2 separate regions of the Anas platyrhynchos genome follow, and region 1 is linked to region 2. The links are chromatin contacts, called in public Hi-C maps. All regions are on one chromosome and are shown on one strand. The core of a region is the stretch at or near the end of the contact, and the rest is flanking DNA. Distances in the headings are between cores, read along the strand shown. Region 1 holds the start of IFNAR2 (interferon alpha and beta receptor subunit 2). Region 2 holds the start of PAXBP1 (PAX3 and PAX7 binding protein 1).

Region 1 (3,459 bases), core at 428-2,927, 160 kb before region 2:
ATTTTCTCCGCAAAACAAACAGCTTAAAATTTAAAATTGTACTGAATCATAATATGGTCAAACTCAACACAGTATTTTAAATGTATCTGATTTATCTGAGATGTAACTCCTTCTCTGCTCAAAGCTTCAGCATGACTAGAGGAAGTTACTGAATTAAGTGTTAAGAACCCATATCTGTGCAACTGATAATCATAATTGCAAAGTAATGAACTCTTCAAGAGATGAAGAGAACGTTCTTTCTCACTTCATTTTTTTTTATTCATTAAAGCATGAAGAATATTTCAGAGATATAAAATGCTTGTTTTCCCCTTTTCAATCCAAATTAAGAATGAAGCAAAAGAAGCTATGACTTACTAGTTATGCAATCTTTAAGTAAAGTTCATCACTTATAAGAGCAAGCTAGAAGGTGATTGAGTCACCAATATCTATCAAGCCCATTTAGCTTTTACACTAGTGGCACAGAAAAAAATGATTTGACATTCAGATCAAGTTTACAAATTACACAAGTACAAAAAAAAATAAATCAACTTTCTACTTTCAACAAGATAACCAGATTCGTCCAGAAGTCAACGCAGAAGACAACGGTACTATCACAGTCACTTGAAAAAAACACCTGCAAGATCTGTTTTTTGATATTTCTTATGTATTCTGCGGTTCGGCAGCTTAGAATATGTAAGCCAGATGTGACCAAACGTGTTTCTCTTTGAGTTTGCACAGTCATCTAAACCTACACGTCCCCTACAAGTTTATCAATGACGGTGGACATTTAAGGGGAAACCCATTCCTGTCAGGACTCTAGACTCTGCTTTTCTCACCCTTCTGCCTCAGAGCCTCCCCAGCCCTTGGAGGGAAGCCATGGAAATGCCCTGTGAGCCCAGTCCCATTCACCTCACCTCACCTCACCAGCTCCTAGCCCACCCACCTGGTAACTCAGCTGGGTACCCCTGCGTGCTGCCCGCAGCCTCCAGCGCTTCCACAAGCCCGCTTAGCGCTGCCACCTCACCTGCAGCAGCAGCAGCAGCAGCAGCAGCAGCTTGTCCTTAGCTTGAGGTCAGGCCGGGTGGCTTTGAGGTGGACGCTTCCAATTTGGGAAAGAATAAAATAAATAAATAAATTATTGGGAAGTCTCCAATAAATTGGAAACCCCTCACTCACCCCCTCCTACCCCCGCAGCACCCCCGTGTTACCCTCCCCGCGTACCCCCACACGGCTGTGTACCCTACCCTGCCCTGCCCTGCCCTGCCCTGCCGGGGGGGCGACGTTACCTGGGGGCGCCCCCCGGCCGCGGGCGCCATCCCCGCGGGGCCCCCCACAGCCCCCAGGCCGGCTCGGCGAGGGCGCAGCGCGAAATGGCGGCGGCCCCGGCGCTGGGCGAGCGCCTGGAAACGCCCCCTCAGTGTTGGCCCGCCCCTTCCCGGCCGATTAACGGGCCGGGGGTGCCGCCGTCATGGCTTTTGGGGTGGCTGAGGGGGGGTCCTGCCCGCCTCGGGGCCGGGGGTCGTGTCCCGCTCCGCCACCCCTGGCCAGTTCCCCTGGGCGGCCTCAGGCACCGCTTGCCGGGCACTCGAGGGCTCGGCTCGTTTCGGTTTCTATTCATGAATGTTTCATCCGGCTCTTTGATTTTTTTTTTTTTTTGGTTCCTTCTCTTTGATTATTACCAGTTTTTGAAATCATGAAGTAAACCTTCATGGAGAGCCGCAACGGCTCCCGCTGGTTCCCTTTTTCACTCATGACCTCAGGGCACTGCTGCTGCTGCTGAGCGCTTCATAGATATCTGCCTCAGCAGATGCGGCGTCCTCCACACCAGTGTGTTCTCATAGCTAAAACTGAAGTGAGGTGGCGTTAAATATAGCCCTCATCAAGCTATTTACTAAAAAAAAAAAATCTTGGTACTTACCTGAGAGGGGTGAGAAAGCATTGCCAGTTAGCAGCCACGTCCCTCCACGCACGCCTACAGCATCACCAGCTAAACCTCCCAGGCTGCTGAGCTCTGGGTATTTGCTGGTGGAAACATGTGATTTGGGGTGTTGTTTGATGGCTGGTGTGGGGTCATGCTGTACTTTAAGCTACACTAGGTAAAGCAAACCTGAGATTTACCATAACCACCCTTCAGGCTTCTACAAGGCTTCCACAGTTTCTGGCTAGATACCTACACTGCTTTAACCCACAGACAGCTTAAAAGTAGTCAAGATAGTTCTTCCCTGTTTTACCGCATGAAGCAATAACACTGAGATCTAAGATTCTGAATAAAATCTCAAAAAAGGCCGAACTTGCTGTATGTCTGTGCATGCGTTTGTCTCATGGGGCAAGTGATATATGTGGCACCATTACTTCTTTCGTGATTTCTGTTTCTGAAGGGTTCTTGGCAATGCCCAAGTATTCAAAGTTCAAAAATTCTAGTTCTAAACTAACTTTTTAAAGGACAGGATGTTTACCTGGAAGCAGAATCTGGAATGAAAAGAGGACAGACAGTCTGAATCTTAATAATATCATTATGTGGTTCGCTCAGCTCCTGCTTCTCCAAACATAAAGATCTTCTAAACTCTTTATTTTTATTCTGTTCTTATTTCACTTATTTCTACCACACATTTTTTTTCTTTAAAAAACAACAACAACAACAACAAACCTCCATGATTTGCCTGTGACCTTTTTTCTTTAATTTTTTTTTTTTTTTTTTCAGCGTTGTATTTAGTGAACTCTCTTTCTAATTCTCTGCCATTTTTGCAGAAGTTCTCTGAAACTGTTGTTCTTTCCCGCACATGAGATGAATTTACTCTCTTGGTCTCTCAGCCCTTTGTGGTGAAGACTCTGATATTTATCTGCACTTTTTTGCCTCTTTACACCTCCCTTTCCCTTTTTTCCTATCATTCATTGTCTTTCCGCTTGAAACTATAAGTGTAAAGACTTTAAGATATAAACATAGTTCAAAGAGAGTTCTTCACCTTTCTCACTAGCCTTCCTCATTATCCCCAGTGATAATGCTTGGTCATCAAGTGAATCTTCTGCCTGGCCTAGGCACAGGAAGGATGAAGCAATCCTCAAGACACTGCCTCCAGTGAAGAGAAAGTTGTGATGAGAAAAATGCTTAAGTGAGCAATAGTAGAAGGGGAAAGAGTTTGGTGGCTTTGCCTCATGCAGCACTCAGCTACTTTGTTTTGGACACTTCAGATGCAGGGACTCATTCATCTGCACACATAGCTATGCTGTAATGAGAAAGCCAGCAAAAAAAGATACTATGTTATGGGAGATTTTGTTTTCCAACATTTGTAGGGGTAAAGAGAGAAGAATTTTCCCTGGAGGAGTAGTGTTGACCCTGGTGCACTCAGCAATTTTGCCTTCTTTACAGTATCAGCAGGTGTTGAGGGGAAAAATGGAATGTAAGATTGTTCCACTTTAGGGCAATAGAAGCCCTAAAGGCAAGACCCCGTGTTGCAGAATAGCTGGAATCTAGCTCAAGTG
Region 2 (3,469 bases), core at 763-3,262:
TTACTCTTGTACACAAATAATCACTTCAGAGATTTTCCTGGAATCAGGAAAAAAACATCCTCTCAGTTACATGACCAGCAGAAATTTGCAGCACCAATATTGCACTGATCTTTGCAGTTCACCCATTCTTCTCCAACAGATACTAAAAACCTGATTCTCCCAATCTAAATTTTATGTGGTTTTGCCATTCAGAGGCTTACAGCATTTCTTCAGAGCAATGGAAAGCACAAAATACAAAACAAAGTATGTAAGTATACATGGTGAGCTTTATTAGTTCAGTTGGTGGTTTCCTTTGTCTGCACATGAACTACCTGCAGCACTACTTTAAGTCTCACACAGCAGAAACAATTATGTGATTTAGTGAATCTGTTTTTAAATGCCAGTGTAAGACACCTACATTCATCCACCCTCTAAATCTTAGCATCAGGTCAAGAACCAGCAGCCTGTGATGTTTCACCATGTATGTACAGTGACTAATATTTATACACACAATGCTTTTGTATGTGCCAGTCTTTAGTCTTGGTGTATAATTATTGGACATCCCAATGAATGGAAACTGAGATCATTTTTTTCATATCAGAAAAAAGAAATGGACATGGAAGCTGCAGTTTTCCTTCCAACTAGTAATTCCCCTGTAACTTTAGGAAGCCAACGTGGACCGACAGCAGCACAAAAACAGGGCAGTGCTTTGCACAGCAGGGAGAGGCTGCAGGATGGCAGCCAGGCCTGCTGCACCTCCTCCTGTGCAGGCTCCACCAGTGCTTGGCGAAAAGCGGTTGCTGGGTATGGTCTCAGTAGTGTGGGAAGGATGAAATATGGCAAGTTTCCAACACCTGTACTTGAAAGACCTGTTTTGAAAGAGGTCAATGATCTGTTAGCGTCTGCCATCATTCATCAGGAAAGGCTGGACATGATGCTTAGGGACGTGGTTTAGTGGGTGATGCTGTTGGTAGGGTGATGGTTGGACCATGTGAGATATGTTCATCTGATTCATATCAGTCTGGAACAATGCTAGGGCCTCATGGTGTGATGAATGTGACCTTCTGTCTTACATACCCTTGTATAACCACAAGTCTTAGAAAAACAGAGTGGTTAATGTATGTAATTCTTGTATCTTGCAAAGGAAAGTTTTAGCAATTCGTGTCAATAGAGAGCTTGAAGGGAAATGTATTTGTAGGCTTTTCCTTGAAGTCTGACATCTGGGGGGGTTCAGAATAACTGCTAACTATTATGACTATTGCGTGGGACACTATGCAAGTCTCTGGTATCTGGCCAGGAGATCAAGGAGACGGGGAGAGCTGAAGAACAACTAAAAGACAAAGCTTTCAGGGGACGTTGCACACGTCTCTGACATACAGCCAAGTTGGACAAAGGAGAAGGACAAGAGGGAGGAAGACTATGAGCCTTCAGCACGAGAGACCCCCAGAGGGACCACCGGAGACTGATACGTACGCTCCAGTAGGAGGGTTTGGATTCTGGAAACTAATTATAATAACCCTGTTTTTGTTTTTGTTTTTTAGAAGTAGTATTAGCCTAGGAGCATAAAAATCAGCTGCTTGATGTAACTGGTGTGCGTCTTGGTGGGGCAGAGACTCCTGGCGCACCCAGCGCTGTTTGCTTACCTCTATTCCTTTAATAAATTGCAAACTTTGATTATAGTCCTATTTTGAAGACTGAGCCATTTATTACAGTCCAGATGACCTTGGAGGGCTTTTCCCACCCTAACGAGCCTATGCTTTTTCTTCCAGCCAGGTGCAAGGCACCCACAGCCCCCTGCCCCAAAACACTCCGCCATTTAGCGCTGGGAGAGCCACCACCCCACTTTCTGTCCCTAGCCTAGAAGGAGGAGACACCCTCAGGGCGGGCAGGGACTGACAGAGGCGACAGCAGTGCCTGCCCCCCCCCCCCCCATCTTCCCGCCCCGCGCTTTCAAACAGCCCGCGCCGCTGCCGGGCACAAGATGGCGGGCGCCCCGCGGCCGGGCATGGCGGCGGGCGGGCGGCAGGGGGCGCTGGCGGTGTCGGCGGCTCGGCGGGGCGCTGCTGGGCGCTGCGGCGGCCGCCATCATGCTCGGGGAGCCGGGCCTGGGCCGCGGCGCGGTGTCGGGGCGGCGCGGTGTCGGGGCGGGGGGCTCGGCGCCCGGCGGCATGTTCCGCAAGGCGCGGCGGGTCAACGTGAGGAAGCGCAACGCCTCGGAGGAGGAGGACGAGGAGCGCGACGAGGAGCCGCCGCACGACCCGCCGCCACCCGCCGGGGAAGGGCCGGCTGAGGCCTCCACCGTGGCGGCGGCGGCGGTCGGAGGAGGAGGAGGAGGTCCCGGTGGCCCCGGGTTGCTGCCGCTGCCGCCCGGCTGCGTGCCCCTGGCCCTGCCCGGCAGCCCCGCCGCCTTCGCCTGTGCCGCGGGCTACGGCGCGGCGCTGGGCTTGGGGCTGGGCTTGATGGCGGCCGACCGGGCGGGCCTGGGGGGGCCCCCGCCGCCCTCCCCGCTGCCCCCTCCTCCTCCCCCGCCGCCTGCGGCGCCTCAGCAGGGCAACGGGCTGCCGGCCGCCGGCCGCCACAAGGAGAAGAAGCGGCCGCGGGAGGGCAAGGAGGTGCCGCGGGCCAGCCTGCTCAGCTTCCAGGACGAGGAGGAGGGTGAGGCGCCCGGGGGGGGGAGAGAAGAGAGGGAAAGGCCCGGCCGCCTCAGCCCTTGCCTGCCCACAGCCCTGGTGCTGAGGGAGGGGTGGCTTCGCTGAGCTGCTCCCTCGGGGTTATCTGCCCCCGGTGTGGCCCCTGTGAGGGTTTTGGGGAAGAACTGCTTCATCTCGGAGCCCACAAGGATTATTAGGTTAACCCCCGGGAATAGCCAGAAAAGGGGCTCAATGGTTTCTGGGCTTCAGCTTCTGGCAAAATAGTTGCGTTTGTGCAGTGTTTCGGCTAATAATTCTGGATTCCAGCAGGTACTGCACTCGTGAATTGGTCTATTCACACTCTGGTAATCTGATTATGGGTAGTAGTTACTGCATGTTAAAAATAATCAAAAATGCCACTCAAACTCACGACTTTATTGCATCCCAAAAGTTCAGGATGAACAGAACTGTTCTCCTGATGCCTTTTGTCAGCAGGACAGTTAGTATGCATTTGGAGTATCCCTCTTTGAAGGGATTTCCAGTGATCGCTGGAACTTGGGTTGTAAGGCTGCGACAGAAATCCTGATCGAAATCCTGAAAACATGGAGTAACAGCATTTATTTGTGAGAAAAACTGGATTTCCTACATAAATCTACAGTGTTTGTTGTTTCTGGTTTTTGTTTATTTGTTTGATGCAATTTAGTTCTTCAGCTCACTGCAGACCTCGTGGTAGGTTGTAGTTCTGCAGGCCTTTAAACTGGTAGGACTACAAAACATGGTTGTGCCCTTACCCATTAGTCATACTGGCATGCGAATGTGTAAGGTTATGAAAAGAGTGATAACCCAAAATGTCGGGATTC

What was found. A called contact is a pair of places that touch in the nucleus more often than the background predicts.
Region 1: a Hi-C map of subcutaneous adipose tissue shows a contact between it and region 2, with 2.9 times the contacts expected there. The contact joins the promoter of IFNAR2 here to the promoter of PAXBP1 in region 2. A contact is called at or near these places in 4 of 8 Hi-C or Micro-C datasets (F1 follicle, liver, skeletal muscle and 1 more).

Annotation. Positions count from the first base shown.
Region 1 is chr1:110,676,956-110,680,414 of IASCAAS_PekinDuck_T2T, reverse strand. It overlaps IFNAR2 (interferon alpha and beta receptor subunit 2), which reads right to left and starts at 1,677. Exons shown (of 10, transcript XM_072026515.1): 1 at 1,659-1,677; 2 at 1,004-1,078.
Region 2 is chr1:110,519,573-110,523,041 of IASCAAS_PekinDuck_T2T, reverse strand. It overlaps PAXBP1 (PAX3 and PAX7 binding protein 1), which reads left to right and starts at 2,012. Exons shown (of 18, transcript XM_027449192.3): 1 at 2,012-2,634. The coding sequence starts at 2,067.